Regions from separate parts of the Sus scrofa genome. Here region 1 is linked to region 2. A link is a contact called in public Hi-C data. All regions are on one chromosome and are shown on one strand. Each heading gives the region's core, a stretch centred on a gene start, on an enhancer-like site or on the middle of the called end of the contact. The rest is flanking DNA. Distances are from core to core; before and after follow the strand shown.

Region 1 (3,530 bases), core at 720-3,219, 320 kb before region 2:
ATTTTGTAGGTAGGTTCATTTGTGCCATGCTTTAGATTCCATATATAAGTGATACCACATGGTATTTATCTGTCTCTTTCTGACTTACTTCACTTAGTATTCTTAGTATGAGAATCTATGGTTGCATCCATGTTGCTGCAAATGCCATATGGGAAAAAAAAAATGTACACACACACACACACACATACGTATACAGCCTGGGTCACTATACCATACAGCAGAAATTGGCACACTGTAAATAAACTATACTTTAATAATTTTTTAAAATAAGATAGCAAAATATAGATAGATAGGTAGATAGGTAATTTTCACAAGTACCCCCTTTATCTACTTAATTTCCTGCATCAATGCCCTTAAAATCCACCTTCCATTGTATTATGAGGGACAAAGTGACCTTGCTCCAGTTAAGGCCCATCCTCCTATTTGTGTGTCAGTGTCATCCTCTCTCACTTATTGAAAAACATCACTCCAGCATTTGTCCCTCTTCTTTCTCATGTCATCATTTACCCCCTTCACTAACTGATTTAAGAACCTAGTTTAATTTTTCTCATCTTGGGAGTTCCCACTGTTGCACAGTGAGTTAAGGATCTGGCATCGCTGCAGCTGTGAGGTAGGTCACAGCTGCTGCTTGGATTTGATCCCTGGCCTAGGAACTTCCATATGCTGAGGGTATAGCCAAAAAGAGGGGAAAAAAAATTCTCTCACCTTAAAAAAGTAAAAGCAAGAAATCTTTCCGGAGTTTGTGGAACAGTGGTTAACGAATCTGACCAGGAACCATGAGGTTTCAGGTTCAATCCCTGGCCTTGCTCAGTGGGTTAAGGATCCAGTGTTGCCCTGAGCTGTGTTGTAGGTTGCTGGCACGGCTTGGATCCCTCATTGCTGTGGTTGTGGTGTAGGCCGGTGGCTATAGTTTCGATTAGACCCCTAGCCTGGAAATCTCCATATGCCTCAGGAGCGGCCCTAAAAAAGGAAAAAAGAAAAAAAAAATCTTTCTTGTCCACACATCCCCTTCCAGCTATAGCCTCATTCTTTGCTGTTCTTTACTGCAGAATTCCTCAAGAGTTTTCAACTCTCAGTATTAACAAATCCTCACCTCTCATTCTCTCTTGAATGTCCTCTGATACTGCTGTGGCCTTCATCATTCTTCCAAAATTGTTCTCTCCAGTCCGATGCTCCCCTCCATGTTGCTAAATCCAGTGGTCAAGCCCCACCTTTAATTTTACTGGGCTATCAACAGCTTTTAAATCAGTTGATCTTCCTTCTTAATTGCAACCTCCTTCTTCACCTGGATTCTAGGACATACTCCCTCTAATTTTCCAAATACCTTTTGTGTTACTACTTAGCTAGTCAGCTTTTGCTTCAGGGACAGTAGCCCAAATATGTCAATGATTTGCAGCCACAAAGATGTTTCTTGTTCAAGTTATGTAAAGGCTAGGAGGTCTGCTTGACTGTCCTAGGTTCTACTTAGCTTCAGCCCAACCAGGCTGGACCCCTCTTGGCTGCAGGTCGGCTGGAGCTCTGCCATCTGTGTTGTCATTCTAAGACCCAGGCTAATGGAGCAGCCTGGAACCTGGAATGTGCTGTTGTCTCGTGGCAGAAGACAAGAAACGGAGCCGAAACTCCCAGAGTTTCTAAAAGCTTCTACTTGGACATGGTGTGCATCATGTCTACTCACATTCCATTGAGCAAATACCAGGAGAATCAAAAGAAAGATGATGCCTTGCAGCAGGCCCAGGCTGATAGGGGGGGAACTCACTTCCAGTGGAATTCAGATTCTGATATTATTACATGCTACTGAACATAGTTATTGCCTGGGACTATATCTGTGATTACAGGTGACCCAAGGACTCTTTTTTAAAACTATCTGAGAGTAGTAGAAAGTCACAGTACCAGCTCCATAGAGAGAGTCTGTAGAAGCAGAGGGGTGTGTGTGTGGTGTGTGTGTGTGTGTGTGTGTGTGTGTGTGTGTGTGTGTGTGCACGCGCGTTGGGTGGAGGGGAAGGAGGCATGGTAAAGTTGTTCCACGAGTCATATTCACTCCAAGGGCTCTTGGCCCCCCGAGCTGATCATCAGCCTGGCCTTTCTCCATGCTAAGATGTTGCATCAGGACTTTGTGGTGGCTTCGTTGACATCTTTGATCATGAGGCTCCAGGAGATCAGGACCTTAGTTTACAATTGGCTGGACTCACATTTGACCCTGTTTACGGGAAGGAAATCTGGCCAAGTCAGGACCAAAGAATTTTGTGGTGAGGGTGTTGAACTCCATTTCCTTTTTCATTTATAAACGCAGTTGGAGCTGATTCCAGCATGTTTTTAGGAAGTCAGTAAAAACATTTAGGCGTAACTACTACTGTTTTATGAAATTTCATCTATTGTTTTGACCTTGCCTGTGCTTAAATGCGGAAATAAAAATCTTGGCGTGGCCATGGAGGGAGCAGAGGGGCATTATGTCATTACAGCACCTACTTCAGGTCAGGAAACTCTGAACTGACCATCCATTTCCTACTTTACTGAGCCAAGGAATGCCATCGAGTGTGTGACTAAGGGTAACATGACTCAGGTTAAGAACTGGGTCTGTGGAATTTGTTTCCTGGCCAAGAGAACGACAATTCAATTGCTGCTAGGATTAAGTGGAAAATGTATACTTTTGTCTTCATTAGCACTATTGTTACTTTTAAAGACTTGTTGAGAACGTAAGAGCAAATTTAAACATGATAGCATGAAGTTTAGTTATTAGAAACTAAGGGAGCCTTTGGGAATATTGCCTTCCACTCTCATTTCTACCCAGGCTCCATGTCTGTCCAGGTCTGAACATCACACTTCAGTCCTTACACTTGAAAGAGAGACTATTGCTCATTAACACTCAACACTGGGCAAGTAGAAAATGCTCTTTTAGTTACAGGTTTGACTAATGGGATCCTTCACCTGTGCATTATTTGTTTATCTAGTTCTTCATTTCTTAAAATGTTACCAGCACCTCGGGGTACAAGCAGCACATTAAAACAGTAATTAAAATAGATAAAACATCACAAAGCAGCAATTAAAAGAGCAGCAAATGAGGTTATATCTTAACACTATAATGCTTAAACCTGAAAACAATACTCACCTCATCAGCTAGGAGGCACCCACACAAGCAGTGCAGGAACCTTGCAGTGACTTTGAGATATCATAAATGGAAAGCAGGTGATGATAAAATCACTCCAAACCTTGCCTCAAAATGTAATTTTTCCATCCCCCGCCCCCCGCCGCCCTTCTCTGTTCACCTATAGGATGGCTTGTGGTACACCGTGCTTTCACCTGTCTGTTCAGCCAGAAAGGCTTACAGAGGATTCAAAAACTTCTTTCTTTCCTCAAAGCTGTAACCGGAGTCCTTAGTCATACCTTACACAGCTTAAATGGCAGTTGATCATGCTTAAGTACTGGAAACAATCAAAGGATCGCAACCTCAGAGAACATTCTTCCAATCGAAGTAGGAAAATCCTTGTCCTTCATCCCCAGCTCCCACCCTCAGGGGCCCCATAAACCCACCC
Region 2 (3,395 bases), core at 81-2,580:
CGCGGGAAGGGCTCGCGGCGGGCTGCGGCTCATCACAGGCACAGCCCAGGCCGGCAGCGCGGCGGAGGCGGCCCTGCAACCCGGGAGGGGGACGCAGCGGCCCGGCTTCGGACGCGGGGACTTGGGCCGCGGCTCCGAGGTGGGCACGGCAGCAGCGGCGGCTGGTCCCCGGCGCCTAGGGTTGGTTCTCCCATGGCAGCGGCTCCGAGAAGGACCTACGAGGGGAAGCGGAGTAAGTCGATGCTCCCCAATCCTCCTCCCCAGCCTCCACCTCCTCCTAAGTAACGCCCACCCTCGGGTCTGCCTGGCTCCCCAGCTCACCTGGAGCCGCAGGCGCGCCCCGGAGCGGCCCGGGATCACGGCCCGGCTGTCTGTCCTGCTGTCACTCGTTCCTCGATTTCTCAAGCGCTGTTTTCCGCTCGGGGTCCCCTGCCTCCGAGGGGGTCGCGGGAATCCGCAGCCCAAGCCCTGGGCAGAGTTTCCTGGCAGCAGGCGCCCTGAGGCTGGGGAAGGGAAACTTTCAACGGGCCTGGAGCCCTGCTCTGCCCTCCGCTAAGCCCACTGCGACCGGCTCCAGCGGCGTCGCCGCCGCCCTCTCGGGACAGTAGCTTCCTTCCTCGCTCGGGGCGGGGGGGTGAAGCTGGCCGGGGGAAGTTGGGGGGAGGGGGCTTAAACCGGACCCAGCTCCAGGCAAAGCGGCTCCGCCTCTCTCGCTCTCGGCCTCTGCGCCCCGAATCTTCCCATCTCTCGGAAGGCTGTAGATGGGGCGCAGTGCGACCCTGCAGCGGCGGCGGCAGCAGCTGCTTCTTCCATCACCCAGAGGATGCCCGAGCGGGCATTGCCGGCGCCCCCGCCGCTCCGCAGCCTCCGACTGGCCCAGAAATCCCCTACACACAGCTCTAAGCAAAAGAGCTGGGGTCCGCAGCTCCCTTGCCCGCCCCGCCCCCCGGCACCAGCCTCTTCGGGCCAACGAGAAATCCGGACTGAGAAAGCCCCAGCCGCAGCCGCTGCCACCGCCGCGCGAAAGCGGCGCCTGGGAGGATGCTGCTACCCGACTCTCCCTACGCCGAGCGGCTGCAACGCGCTCGGGCCAGCCTCTGCACGGCTCCTGCCAGCAGGCGCCGGGTTGGTGCGCGCCACCGTCTATCCTTGGGACTCCTCCCCTTTCACCGCGCTGCGCTCCTCCTCCGCGCGTCCCGCGCCCGCCCCCGACTCAGCGCCCGGCTCCCGCCGCCGACGCCTTGGGGGTTGGAGATGCGGGGACCAATTTATAGCGGCGTCGCTCCGGCCGCCATCCGCGCGGTGGAGGCCGTAGCAGTCCGTGTGCTGAGCGCCAGGGCGCTGACTCGGGGGTTAAGAGCGCTCCGGCGCCCCGACCTCTGAGAAACTTGGATTCTGCTCGCCGCTGCCGGGCTCAATCGTCCGTTTTTGCTCTCGGAAAGAGTTGGTGATAAAGTTTGGACAAATCCCGCAGCGGCCTCCCACGCCGCTCTTCCCCCGGGTCGGCACGGCTGGGCCCCTCCGGGAACTGAGGACGCACCCGCGCCCCGGAGAGCTCTGGTAACGCCGAGCGTCGCTCTCAGGTTCCCACTCCCCGCTCGTCAGTTCCAACTAGCCTGAGGCTTCTCGCTCACCGAGGAAGTAATAAATCTTTCTGACCCCGAGGTTAAAGAAGATGCTTCAGTTTTCCGGAGGAGTGTGCCGGCGGGGCTTCTTCTCGCTTTACTCCACCTATGGAGAGAGCCTGTTCGGTCTTATTACGCCCCCAGCAGACGCTCTCCCCATCTCATCTCGTGATGATGCGTTCGCTGTGACTGATGTCCTCGGGAACGAACTGGGGTGATGGGGCATCAGGGGTGACTCTGTTCTAATTTACCGTAAAATACATGTCTTGCTTTTTGGTTTTAGAAATGAGATCAAGCGATTTGACCTTAAAGGAAACGCCGTTGTCGGATCATATTTAGTAGATCGTGTTTAGTTGGTTTAAGTATTACCCCCCCGCCTTTTTTTTTAATAAGGAACAGCTTTCTCTTCCTCTCTCTTCTCCCTGCCTCTCCCTTTCTCGCTCTCTCTCCGTCCCTCCCCCCTCGCCCCTCTCTCTCTTCTCATCCCCCCTTCATCAGAAGAGGCTAAGCCGTAGCTTAAAATTCATCCCCGAAATGAAGACAGTTATAAGCGTCTACAGTAGTAATTGAACGGTGAGAGGAGTTAGATACCCAGGTAATTAAACCTTACTTGAGCCCTTGGCTGAAGAGCTACGAATCGCTACCGGTCCTGAAGCTCATCGGCCTTTGGTAAGGCGTTTTTGTTGCCTCCTGTCCCAAAAGAGTTTTTAGAAGTTGACAAAGTTACTGCAGATTTATCTTTGTACTATATGGGCCAGCCTCTCTCAGCCAGAATGTCCTTCTAAATTTAAAATGTTATTGTTTGCGCCGTTACTACTCTTCAGTGAGTCTTAACAGAATCTTCGGAGTGCTAGGACTCTTAGAAAGTGACTTAATTCATATGAGTCTTCCGGGTAGAAAATGTTTCAAAACCTTGACTTGGCCTTGTTCGCCAGAAAAATGCATAATGCTGTAGGTAAAATTCAGATTTCCACACACATCCCCACCGCCATGGTTCTGATAGAATGTAAGAGTGAGATGGTTCTAGGACAGATTTTATGCAAATAGAAGGAGAAGAGTAGAGGTGGAATTTTATATGCAGCTTGCTCAAGTAGCGTCAGGACAGACAGACGTTTTTAATCCCTATTTACAAACTAAGGTGATAATTTAATGATTTACCATCTCTCCATTTCTGGACCCACCCACATCACTTTCTGAGCTTTCTCTAGCCCTGTCCCTTCTTTCCTCTGTCCTTTCCCCAAAAAACTAAAGGGATATTGACAAGTTAAAAGACTGATGAGTGAGTTCCCCTTGCGGTGCAAAGTAAAGGTATCCGACTAGGAACCATGACGTTGTGGGTTCTATCCCTGGCCTCCTTCAGTGGGTTAAGGATCCATCGTCATTGCCATGAGCTGTGGTGTAGGTCACAGATGCCGCTCAGATCTGGGGTTGCTGTGGCTGTGGTTTAGGCTGGCAGCTGTAGCTCCAATTAGACCCCTAGCCTGGGAACCTCCATATGCCGCTGGTGCGGCCCTTAAAAGCAAAGGAAGTTGGGAGGAAAGAAAAATCTCAACCTTAGTATTCAGCATGGTTGAAAAATAATGTCTAATATTTAAAATTTAGTCCCTAGCTTTGTGGTTACTCAGAAAGCATGTGAATTGCAGTTATTTGATTTAAGGACCCTTTTCTCAAAAATTGTTTGCATAGAAACAATTTTGTCTGCAATTTTGTAACACTTTACTAAAGTTGGCAAAATAATAAATGCATTTGCCAGACTCCCCCACAGGGAGT

Evidence for each region. Hi-C and Micro-C count contacts between places; a contact is called where the count stands out from the background.
Region 1: a Hi-C map of embryonic fibroblasts shows a contact between it and region 2, with 2.0 times the contacts expected there. The contact joins the enhancer-like site here to the promoter of CHST2 in region 2. A contact is called at or near these places in 2 of 5 promoter capture datasets (fetal liver and fetal skeletal muscle), 2 of 47 Hi-C or Micro-C datasets (embryonic fibroblasts and retroperitoneal adipose tissue) and 1 of 2 datasets of contacts at active chromatin or transcription factors (alveolar macrophages).

What each region holds. Positions count from the first base shown.
Region 1 is chr13:84,132,385-84,135,914 of Sscrofa11.1, reverse strand. The region is part of intron 15 of SLC9A9 (sodium/hydrogen exchanger 9); the gene reads left to right. Among named protein-coding and RNA genes, the nearest start is that of CHST2, 320 kb to the right of the region's middle. Within about 2 kb of position 1,969, at least 14 of the 83 cell types and tissues checked have an H3K27ac peak or open chromatin away from gene starts, as enhancers often do. A contact at or near this core is called in embryonic fibroblasts and retroperitoneal adipose tissue, where this site is marked.
Region 2 is chr13:83,816,587-83,819,981 of Sscrofa11.1, reverse strand. CHST2 (carbohydrate sulfotransferase 2) reads right to left here and starts at 1,330. Exons shown (of 2, transcript XM_003358597.4): 1 at 322-1,330; 2 at 1-215. The coding sequence starts at 33.